3 separate regions of the Zea mays genome follow, and regions 1 and 2 are each linked to region 3. A link is a contact called in public Hi-C data. All regions are on one chromosome and are shown on one strand. Each heading gives the region's core, a stretch centred on a gene start, on an enhancer-like site or on the middle of the called end of the contact. The rest is flanking DNA. Distances are from core to core; before and after follow the strand shown.

Region 1 (3,893 bases), core at 21-2,520, 240 kb before region 3:
CAGTGTCGTCTGGGTTTACAAAGTATTGCCTAAGGGAGAAGAAAGAGAGCAAGTTAGGTACAACGCAGAAAAGGAAAAAAACAGAACTAATCAAGCCAGCAACTTCAAGCTTACTTCACAACGGAGTATGCCGGGTTATCTTGTAATGGATTTGGGTAGGTCTGCAGCATGAAACAAAAAATGTGTCATGGTCACAGATAGATGTGGTAATAAGCTCTAAATTTTACAATATAAAATTTAAGGATTAAATCACATTAGGATCAAGTTATATTTCTATTTATTTCTGAACTAAAATTAATTAAGAGATCAAAATTATTTGGATCGTCTATCACCACCCCTAGTCACAAATCGGTGACTTCTGAGTATCTCTCAGATTCAACATTTCATCCGTACACTCCATAACTAATGCCAAACCGCCTATAACTGATGAGCAAACTAGAAACCAGAAAAGAGTGGAAATGTTGGGCATGTACTTCGTCGATCACTCAAATGGCGATTGCCAATTTGCTATAGACAAAAGCACTGGATGTTCCAGTCACGAAAGTCCTACAATAAACTGAAAGCCGTAACAGAAGTCGCTGACGACTTTTAAGGTTCTCGGCTTCTAGCAGATTCGCACCCAATCATCCTAGGATTCCACTTTCTCAAACCACGATGCCACGCAGCGGGCAACCTCGCCCTCGTCTCCTCGAGCAACAACGACCGATCATTCAATCAACCATTCACCGCGTCAAACACCAGATCGATCACCTTCGCACGGATCGCCGGTACTCACCGGGAGATCGGGGAGGTAGTCTGACACGTGCGGCACGTCTTCTAAGACATACCCAGCCTCGCCGGACATCAGCTTGACCACTGCAGCACCGTCCATCGCCTCTCCGCGCCGGTTCCGCTCCGGCTCCCACGCGCGGCCCCGCGGCGTGTCCCGACGATCGACTAGGTGGTGGTGGTGGTGAGTGTGGTCCCGCGGGCTCGGAACGGTGATGGGCACGGGCACGCTGGCTACGGGCCTTAGATCAGGGGTCCAGTCAGCAGGCGGCGCGGGCGGCGGCGCCATGGGGAGAGGAGGTAGATGCGGTTGAAAAATCCATTGCGTCCGGCGTCCGGGTGGCTTCAGGAGAGGAGAGGTGGTAGCGATAGGAGCGGCCGGGGGGGCGTGTGGCGACGCGGCGTAACGTCGACCGGCGGAGACGAGCGAATGAGATGCCGGCGGGAACGACGCGGCCTGTGGAGGCGTGGCCGCGTGGGGACGGAGACGATACGGGAAGAGGAGGGATGCGCAGCCTGACACTTGTTGGCGGGACCGGTCATTTCCTTTCAGGTACGGTGGGGCCGAACCGTGAGATTCGTGCTGTCGATGCTGTACGGTCACGTACTAGTTTCGTCAAAAAAAGGTGACATCTGTAATTAATTCTATATCTATCTCTCTATATCTAAACATAAATCCAAATTCGGGCTCAAGCATAGGTATGACTGAACATAAATCGACATCTATCTATTTTTTCTGGCAAAAAATGCTGGTTTTCCATATATTCGTCGTATGAAAAACTATTAAAAATAATAAAAAATCTTAACAAATTATATATGTGTTTTATTAGTTAGAGCATCTCCAACAATGCCTCGAACTAGTGTCTCAAATTAAAATATGAGGCTCTACGTAGAAAAACTACTCTAAAGTGCCTCATTTCATAAAATTTGGTTAAAAATTATACTCTCTCTGTTCTAATTTATAATTCGTTTGACTTTTTTACCCTAAGTTTATCGTACACTTCGCGTGCACACACATGACAACATGATCGTTGTAGGTACTACATAGTGTTATCGAGTACTCTACAACTTAAGTCATAGCAATAGCACACTTGTTAGGCCTGTAATATTGTATACAACAGATTAAATGGATTGTGTCTGAGACTTACCCGTTAAGCCAATGCTATGGACCCATCCGAGGCTTTTAGATGTGGGGTCCAACTTGCAAGGTCATACTAACCTTGGTGGGTCCAGTCACATCCTACTGTCTTAAGATAGGAATACACTTACACTGAACCTTGTTCTAATAGGGCTTTAAGCCCCAAGAAGTTTGGGGCAAGGCTGCATTTGTGATGTGAGACCAAGGAATTTAAGGATCTCGCATGTTGAGTCACTTGTTTTGATGGGCCTTCATATCCCAAGGAGTTTGGAGCCCGACTACATTTGTGATGCGAGACTAAGGACTTTAAGGATCTCGTGGCCAACAACGCCCCCTAACGTCTAAGTGCCATTGAGTGCTCTAGGGCTCGAACTGCCCAGCACATGAGGGCTTCGGGACTTAGACTTATGAGCACCTCGAGATTTGAGGGGCTCGAGGACTTTCTCTCATGATCATCCTAAGACCCAAGGGGCCTAGGGACATACTATCATGAGAGCCTCGGGGCACGAGGGGCCTCGATGGCATACTCTTAGAGCGCCCCAAGGCATGAGAAACCCAGAGGGCCCAGAGCGCTAATCACAGCCCTAGGACACAAGTATCCTCAAAAACTTAGATTATTCATGCTTACGTTATCGTAGGGCACCATGAGTCCAAATGCTTAGAACGCTCTAGGGTTCTATGGACCCTAGGTCTCCTTGTAGCTCTTTACAATATTTAGTGATATAACTATCCCTTCAAGGTGTCTCGATGCCAAGTTACCCGACATTAAGTCCATCCTCTAGCTGGTGGCGGGGAGGTCCCCGTGGCATGGGTCCCTAGCGATGGTCCTAGTAGGTGGACCCCATGGTAGCTTCTTTTATCGAGATCCTTGAATACGTCTTGATGGCTACTGAAAGTTCCCTTTGCCGAGAAACAGGATCTGGATGTCACCTAGAGGGAGTGAATAGGCGAATAAAAAATAACAGTAAAACTTAGAACTTCTTACACTACTCAAAGTCTGATCGCAGCGGAATGAAGATCACGTCGAGTAGGTCGCAGTGAAATTGAAGTTCCTCTCTCAATCTAGCATGCACTTCAAGAACAATTTATACCAAAGATAACTAGTGAAGTGCAAATAGTAAATTAAAAAACAGAGAGATAGAGAACATTGCCGAGCAAAGCACACAACAGACACATAGATTTATCTCGTGGTTCAGCCAAGCCTGAAATGCTTGCCTACATCAATGTCGGAGTTAGCCAAACCTTGGCTTGGAGTATCTCACTCTGTCCTCTGGTTGCACAAATTTGTCAAGGGACAGACAAAGTGAGAGCACCTAGAGGAGGGGTGAATATGCGATCCTGTAAAAAATGGCTCAACAAAGAAAACTTGGTCTAATATTAGATTAGATATGTCAAGAGCCAAGTCTGAATGAAGGGACTGCGAGGAGAAGACTTCTTCACTTAATTGCTTCCATAAGGTGAGTATTGAACTTAGCAATTATATAAGTGAAGTGAGAGAGAGGAATCGCAATAAAATTGTCGGGGACCATAATTAGGGGTACCCTCAAGGCTCCTAAATCTCAGCTGGTAACCCCCATCAGCACTAAGCTGCAAAGGCCTGATGGGTGCGATTAAGTCAAGGATCGGTCCATTCAAGGGACGCGATCGCGCCTCGCCCGAGCCTAGCCTCGGGCAAGGGCAGCCGACCCCGGAGGGTTTACGTCTCGCCCGAGGACCCCCTACGGCAACGAACGCACCTTCGGCTCGCCCGAGGCCCAGTCTTCACCAAGAAGCAACCTTGGCCAAATCGCCACGCCAACCGACCAAATCGCAGGGGCATTTAATGCAAAGGTGGCCTGACACCTTTATCCTGACGCGCGTCCTCCGGTTGACAGAGCCGAAGTGACCGTAGTCACTTCGCCGCTCCACTGACCAGCATGACAAGAGGACAGCGCCGCCTGCGCCGCTCCGACTGCTGTGCCACACGACAGAGTGAGGCTGACAGCAG
Region 2 (3,915 bases), core at 709-3,208, 190 kb after region 3:
ATCCCTATAATGCCAAATCATAAACCAGTTTTGTATATTTACAAGGTGGAACCGCTATCCCATAGAACTCCTCCAAACAAACTGCATTAGTTACTTCCACTAATGATTCTTAAATTATTGCATTATATGAAGCTTCTAAAGAACGTGTTTGACTTCGCAGAACATAACTCATTTTTTGTGGTATTGGTCCAATTAATTAACCAACCATATTTTATGTTGCATGTGTTGTTTAGATAGAGGCAAATTATATTAAGAGTAATATTACAAGGCATATTGCCTCAAAAGTGTTTTATCCTCATGAATATATTGCAAACTAAGTATTGTGATAAAATTACTAATTTATTCACAAAATCATTAACACATTCCACATTTTTCAAAATATGTTAAAAGAATAGGTATGAGACAACTTAAAGATTTACAAGAATCAAGAGGAGTGTCACTCACAAAAATATAACCTAGTTAACATTACTGTTGGGGGTCTTTTTCTTACGAAGGTCCTCAAAACACCAAGATAATGGTTGTTTTCTAATATATTTTTAAGTATTATAAGTACCCTTGCTCAGAGTACCTTCGGATGGATTAGTTAGAGGGAAAGAAGCATGATTCGGAATATTACTGTGAAGGAACAATGGACAAAACACGAAGTACGGTGAAGTTGAAGTTCTCACAAAAGTGATGAAGGGAAAAGACAACTTCACCCTCATTGTGTAGTATATCTCAAATGTATAGTCTTGAGGGTGTGAATTATAATTTCATCAAAGTTGTACCCCGTGACTATAAATAGGTAAATAATGTCATGCATAACCTCACTTTTGGAGGGCCTTAAGCTTCACTTTGCTTAACTTTCAGAGTACCTTCGAGCTATATTGTGCAAAGAAGCCGAAGGTATATTTCTGAACTTATGTATACGAAGAAAGATGGAATAAATAATGCTAAGGCTCACGAGATGAGTTTTATACTTTATTGTTCATTATTATCTTGTTTAATATTATTTTATTCACATCTACTTTTAAAGACCTTTGTTCTCAAACTAACACTCCAAATTTTGGAGTGATAACTTAAGGACGAAAGTCTAGATTTTTTTTAACTTGTGTTGTTTGTTTTTGATGCTATACTCTTTTCAATATATGAAATTTTCTATATACTATACTCTTTTCAATATATGATTTTTTCACTTAGAGGTTTTATCGCATGAAGTTTTTAGTGAGGTGAAATCAACATAGGATATATATGTCATATCATCTATTTTTCGCACATGGTTTTTAAGATCATATTAGAAATTAAATAGTTATATATTCCAAGTTGATCTCAACAAAAATGGATTTGATTAAGGATGGTATTAAAAGAAATTAACATTTGATGATCTCATCAGCATAAATGAAGAACAGACACATTTTCAAGAAGACATCAGTTCATGAACCAATGTCTTTTGATCTCTCTCACTTTATAATAATCGAACGGGTAAACAAACCATTTGTTGTCCGTTCCTAGTCTCTCTATATATTTGACTATTAGGACTTTTTCGGTTATTCTTATCTCATATCCCATATAGATTAGATGAGATTAGGAAAAAATTATGAAAGATTTTGACTTATTTTGAATTTAAATCCACCCAATCTCATCCAATCTAGGCCTTGTTCAGTTATTACTATATCACATAGATTGTATGTAATTAAAAAATTAGTAGAGATTTTGACTTACTATGGATTGAAATCTATCTAATCATCTCGGATTCATATGAATTGGAGAGAAAACGAACAGGTCTCTACAAAGATTGAGAGCAAAAGTAAAAAGCGTTTTACGGGATAAACAAGATATTCACCATCTACTTTGCGCTCTCAATCATTTTAATGAAAAAATAATAAAACACACATAGAGAGAGAGAGAGAGGAGCTTCAGCCTCGAAAGCAACCCAAAACTCGCAGCAACGAATTGGGCATATTCGCCCCACCTGCACCCCCACTTTTGGCACTTTCCCTTCCGGCCCCCTCTCCTCGGCGCGATCTAAATCCGGTCCGGCGATGGACGGCGGGGGGCAGCCCCCGGACACGGAGATGACAGACGCCGGCTTGGGCGGCGGGGGGCAGCCGCCGCCGCCGCCGCAGCAGCCGGCGGGCGGGGCCGGGATGATGGAGAACATCCACGCGACGCTCAGCCACGGTGGCCGCTTCATCCAGTACAACATCTTCGGCAACGTGTTCGAGGTCACCTCCAAGTACAAGCCCCCCATCCTCCCCATCGGCAAGGGCGCCTACGGCATCGTCTGGTCCGCCCGCCCTCCCCTCACTCCGATTCGCATCGTTTGTTGTGCGACTGACTGGCCTTCTGATTTGTGACCTGCCCAGCTCGGCGCTCAACTCCGAGACGGCAGAGCAGGTGGCCATCAAGAAGATCGCCAACGCCTTCGACAACAAGATCGATGCCAAGCGCACGCTCCGCGAGATCAAGCTGCTCCGCCACATGGACCACGAGAATGTCAGTCGCCTGAGCCACCCCCGATCCGTCCAGCGGTCCTAGAATTTCCTTTTTTTTAGCGAGGAGCATACCGGAGATCCTCGTTAAATGCTCGCCTTTTGGTCGCATTGAATTTTGGTGGAGGTCGGGGTTAGTTACTTAAACGGTTGACTTCGTTCGCGACAGCTCGCCTAGCCTAGGAGAACATCCCCTCCCTCGTCTTGGCTGGGAGGTGAAGTTCGGGAATACCAATCGTAGCCATGCCTTTTGAGGAGCCAACCACCTTTTGGGATGCTTTTCATTGTGTTCTTGAAAAACTTGAGGGCAGAAATGACGAGACAATCTGGAGCAGCAGTGCATGGTGCTCCTGCCTGCTGATGTCAAAAGTGAGTGGGTCACTTGAGGACCAACCTAGTGCTTGCCTTTTTGCTAGATCATCCCAATGGGATGGGAATATAGTGGCGGATACTCGGTTGGTAGGACACTAGGGTCTTGTGTTAGTAAGTACTGGAAAGACTTCTGTAGACTTTTTGGTATGTTTGCTGATTTTGGACCTTTAATGCGAAGGAGGAAGGACTAAGTCACAGCATTCCCAATTTTGTTGGATTTGGCCAGTCTATGCATATGGTCGAAGAATCGTTTTTAGCATGTCATAGTGTATGTTTTTCATGTCGGAATGTGAAAGGCGGTTACAAGAATGGCCTGCCGTTACAACTTGGAACCTGTTGCATGTTTGGAAGTGAGCTGAAATAAGTTGGATTACGATTAGTAGATTTGTAACTGCTAAATCATTATCTTGATAAATTAAGTAAGCTGACATGAGCCATTTGCACGAATGTTGTGTCTTCCTGTTCCTTTCAGTTGTTCGATGGTTATGCGTAGGAGCAAATCTTCGGAATTCAGATTAGGCAAGGTGCGCTTAGTAGTTAATTAATGTACGTGATTGAGACCGTGTGCATCCTTGGTCAGCTACTTATACCTTGACTTTACTTAACGTGGTAAAACAACATAGAAAAGGGAAAACTGCATGCTTTTCTCTACCTTGTCTATATTAACGAGTAATGTACAGCAAAATTTTAAAATTAAGGACAAAAGGCTGTGTCTTATTTTTGCATTATACAAGCGTTGCATAAATGCTCACTTCGTTTAGCTGTATGCCTTTGCTATACTACAGGGTGGCTTGAATGAAGTGTGTGCTTTTCAGCCTGCCCTGAGCTGTTGACTTAAGTTCAACTTGAGCTCGATGTGATGTACCTTTGAGACATAAATTCATTTTTTTGGTGCAGATTGTTGCAATAAGAGATATCATACCTCCTCCATTGAGGGAGGCATTCAATGATGTGTATATTGCCTATGAATTGATGGATACTGATCTGCATCAAATTATTCGTTCAAATCAAGCTTTGTCAGAGGAGCACTGTCAGGTACTTGTTTCATTCCATCTAAGAAATGCTTCTTGAT
Region 3 (4,291 bases), core at 75-2,574:
GTCCGGAATTCATTATATCCGAAGGGATATAATGTTTTGAAGGACGAAGGACTTTAACATTTAACACTTTTTATGTTGCCTTGTTCTTAATTCGAAGCATTTGAGAACAAGTCCCCAACAGTAATGATTGACAATTGAGTACCAACAGTAACAAGTTTGAATATATTGGTATCTATTTCTAATGTGATATTTGATTACGGTTGGACTTAAACAAATATGATTTAACGTTATCGGTTACCCATTACATTACCAACATGTTAACCAAACGACATCAAAGTTGCGACGTACTCCTTCGTTCAAAAAATAACGTCACTTTTGCTATCGGCTACGAACCTAGATGATTCGTAAAAAAATGACATGCCTTGGGAGACCATGTGAGGGTCTGTTTGTTTACCCCCATGGATTATATAATCTGGATTATTTTTGGAGGATTATATAATCTGGATTATATAATCTGGGTAGTCCTGTTTGTTTACCCAGATTATTTGAGTTGTTAATAGTATTCTTTTGTATGAGGAAGACAAGAATGCCCTCTATATTTGTACTAGGTTGAAACTCATATATGAAAAAAAATAATTCAATTGACATTGGCAAATATTGCATTAGCAATATTATCACGGAAGGCATTCATGTCACCTTCTTCACCCCAAATTGACTAGTAGTAGGCACAAAAACGATTCGGTGGATTATAATGGCAATGGTGGGTAATTTATAGGAAACTTGAAAGGGTAGTGGGGAAGTGGGAAAAAAATAATCTGAAATAAGCACCTCCTCACTTGCTTATGGATTATCATAATCCAAGGGGTTAGATTATATAATCTGGGCAAATAAGTTGGACTGTTTATTTGCCTCTTAGGATTATTTAATTCAGATTATATAATCTGGGAGGTAAACAAACAGGCCCTGAGTATAGACATGTCAGCGAGGAGCCGAGGACCCATCGAATGCAAAATTTGGCGCAAACCGGCATCTGCCGGACGGAATGTGCCGACATCGCGCGGGACGCGGGGGGCGGAGCACGTCCGCGGTCCACCCACTCCGCTGTGCCTGCAGCTGACGCCTCCGCCCGTCCCACACTCCCTCTCCCACGCAGCACTGCACGCCTGCGGCCTGAGCTTTGACCACCGCTTCGTCTGTCGTCTAATTCTTCTCCCCCCCGATCCCTACCGGAAGCCCGGAAGCAACCGCCAACCGTACCGCACCCCCACCAAGCGCGCACCTACTCAAAACGCAACAGCGCTCGCTTCCTCGCAGCTAGGTATCTCACTCCTCGCCAAGCGCGCACGTACTCAAAAAGCTCTAGCTCACAGACACGAGCCGTGCGGGGGAGGGAGGGAGGGAGAGAGAGAAAGGGGACCCCGATCCAATCCCAGTCCTCTAAAACCCTAGCGGGGAGCCGGGGATGAGGATCCAGTGCAACGCGTGCGGGGCCGCGGAGGCGCGGGTGCTGTGCTGCGCGGACGAGGCCGCGCTATGCGTCGCCTGCGACGAGGAGGTGCACGCCGCCAACAAGCTCGCCGGGAAGCACCAGCGGGTGCAGCTCCTGACGGACTCCGCCACCGCCGCCGCCTCCCCCGCGCCGGCCGTGCCCAAGTGCGACATCTGTCAGGTGAGGCCCCGAGCCCTCGCTCATCTCTGCTGCCCTCCTCCCTCCATCCCTGTAGTTGGATCGGGTTGGGGGGATTTGGAGTCGTCGCGCACTAGCAGGGTAGGTCTCATGCCTGATGATTTGGCCAGCGCAATGAATAGGCGGCTGAAGCAAAGCTGCTGTTAACCTTTCGGTCTGTAGTAAATTGCCTTACCCGACCAACTCCCCGTGGGATGCAGGACTCTTTTTCTAGAGCATTGGCGCAATTGCTGTATCATGTACCACGTTAACCTTGAGTTCAGTTTTTAAGCTGCCACAGGGTTTCCCTGCAGGATATTGCAATTATGAAGAGATTGACTTGGATGTTGTACTGATGTGCCACTACAGAGGAACCAAAGCATCATTTATCGACCCCTTTATCTGGGAAAAAAAATAAATAAAGCGACCTGTGATTATTACAGTAAACATTGCATTAAGGCTAGCAATGCTGCCTGCCTAAACAGTTATACATGTAAAAAAAGCGCTAGTATTTTTTCTTATTTTAGTCAGCGTACTCCAAGCTCATTCAGTACCAATTGGTTTTGAGCTTTTATTCGCATTGTACTTCAAAGGGATAGGTCTTGCTGCAGTGTCATAGATTTTTGAATTGTGGTGATATGGTTATGCTACAGCACGTTGCTTCTAGCTGGTGTGGTGAAGGTGCAGCGGCTAGGGGGCTTACACAATCGATCATTCGATCTAGAGTACTGCAAATTATCTCTCGGGACATATTTAAATGGATGAACAAGGCAATGATGTGCTACTTTTGTGGTTCAATTAATGCTAAGGTGGGGTTGTGGTTTCAAAGATGAAAGTTATAGGGGCTGTTTGGTTTGACGCCTAAGGCGCCACACCTAAGCTTAGCAGGTTGCCACATGTGTGGCGTGGCTAAGCAACTACACTTAGATATGCATTTGGTTTGCTACTGCGTCTAAGGTTAGGCATGACGAAAAAAGTGTGGTAGGGTTGGGTGCTAGATTCTGACGCCACAGGTGTGGCGATTATTTTTTTGGTGTGGCGAGTGGCTAGAATCATGCCTAAGGAATCGTGGCAGACTAACTTTAGAACACCAAACACATGCCTAAGCCAGTGTGGTACGCCTAACATTAGGCTGTGGCGTCTTAGGTGAACCACATATAGCTTTTTTGGGCTAAATTACATGATTTAAGAAAACAATCGAACACTTCTTTTATTTATCCATCTTTTTTATGCTCTAAAATTAGTACTTGTCAGTTTAAAACCAGCAGTAACAGCCCTTTCCAAGCAAGTTGGGGTAGGATAGAGTTGAAACACAAGATGAGCCACCAACAAGAAGGACAAATTTCTATAAATATAAAAGTATTGAAAGGCATCAATAATAGCAAGGAGAATAATTAAAGTTGACTCGATCATGCTGTCCTGTGTGGACCCAAGTATGAGCATGCATGCTTCACCATACTGCCTGGGTTACTGACCATGTGCGTGCACATGCAATCTCAATTTGCATTTCCAGCCTTGTTTTAATGATATGGATAAGCATTCAATCTAGTGTTCCCTGATAAAGTGTGCACTAGAAATGGCCCAAGCCTCAAGGGTAGCTTTGTTAAACTACAGTGCAAATTTTACTGGAATGACACTTATGTTTAAATGCCAATGGTGAAGATCATTCCAAATGCATGCATATAGAAGCTTTCTCTTCATTTGGTCATATATTCTTCAAGTATGATTGCTTACCATTTTATGAAGGTCTGAAATACTAGAAAGTTACATAGCTAAGTGTACTACAGGTTACGGTACATTTAACTAGAGTGAACCCCAATAGGCTTTACATTGCACTTGTACAAGTTTTCTCTTTTTCACCATCACCTAATTTACCACAGGTGGAAGAAATAGGTAATCTTCAAGATGAAAGACAAAGATGGCTACACAATGCACACACTAGCTCAAGCTCAAGCGCATGTGTGTGTTGCATCCCACAGTCTCCCGCACATGTTTACTTGCACAAGTTCATAAAAAGATGCAGTTACAGCACATGTGCACTTGTAACTACCTTGAGGAAGCTAAAGTGAAACACCATGTGTTTTCTCTAATTGGAACACATTAGTCCCTATCAATTTTTTGTAACCTGTCACATTTACTGATTTTGAAAACCTGGTTAATGCGCCAACCATCAAATTCTAAATTTACTAATTCAGTATAGTGACAATGTGACATCTTTATATTGTATCAACCTAAGTTGTGAGTACTGTAAACAGATAAATTTAGTTGTCTGGTGTGTTTCTGCAAGTTGCACTTGTTTTGTTTCACCGGTTGCTAGATGAGAACCCTTGTTTGTGCACTAAGGGCTACTGCTGTTTGGTACTTTGGGTGTGCCTTCTGTTTATACTCTACAGTGCATTATTGTGAGGATTGAATCACCATATGGATGATGAGTCAACTATATTTTACATTTTGAGTCTGTTGAAATATTGTCCATGGACACGCTGTATCTGAAATCTGAATGTGGCCAACTGGCTGCAGGGGCTCAGGTGGCTGGCGCAAGGAGCAAACAAGCAACAGCCTTATCCTGAGTTGCTATCATGATTTGTTAGTTAGCTACTAGATCCATTTGATAGTTTTATCTCCTAGCTGCTAGTACATTGTTATAAAAGGAGGGCATGTGACCATTAGTTGGCAGGCTAGAAG

The links. Hi-C and Micro-C count contacts between places; a contact is called where the count stands out from the background.
Region 1: a contact with region 3 is called in a Hi-C map of tassel, with 3 times the contacts expected there. The contact joins the promoter of LOC103629493 here to the promoter of LOC103629496 in region 3. A contact is called at or near these places in 3 of 25 Hi-C or Micro-C datasets (ear, leaf and tassel).
Region 2: a contact with region 3 is called in a Hi-C map of endosperm, with 1.9 times the contacts expected there. The contact joins the promoter of LOC100286386 here to the promoter of LOC103629496 in region 3. A contact is called at or near these places in 7 of 25 Hi-C or Micro-C datasets (bundle sheath, ear, endosperm and 2 more) and 1 of 3 datasets of contacts at active chromatin or transcription factors (leaf).

The regions. Positions count from the first base shown.
Region 1 is chr6:83,565,522-83,569,414 of Zm-B73-REFERENCE-NAM-5.0, forward strand. It overlaps LOC103629493 (ATP-dependent 6-phosphofructokinase 7), which reads right to left and starts at 1,271. Exons shown (of 14, transcript XM_008650598.2): 1 at 776-1,271; 2 at 115-161; 3 at 1-29. The coding sequence starts at 1,057.
Region 2 is chr6:83,989,319-83,993,233 of Zm-B73-REFERENCE-NAM-5.0, forward strand. It overlaps LOC100286386, which reads left to right and starts at 1,959. Exons shown (of 6, transcript NM_001159273.2): 1 at 1,959-2,266; 2 at 2,346-2,475; 3 at 3,741-3,878. The coding sequence starts at 2,022.
Region 3 is chr6:83,801,564-83,805,854 of Zm-B73-REFERENCE-NAM-5.0, forward strand. LOC103629496 (probable salt tolerance protein) reads left to right here and starts at 1,325. Exons shown (of 3, transcript NM_001346834.1): 1 at 1,325-1,609. The coding sequence starts at 1,403.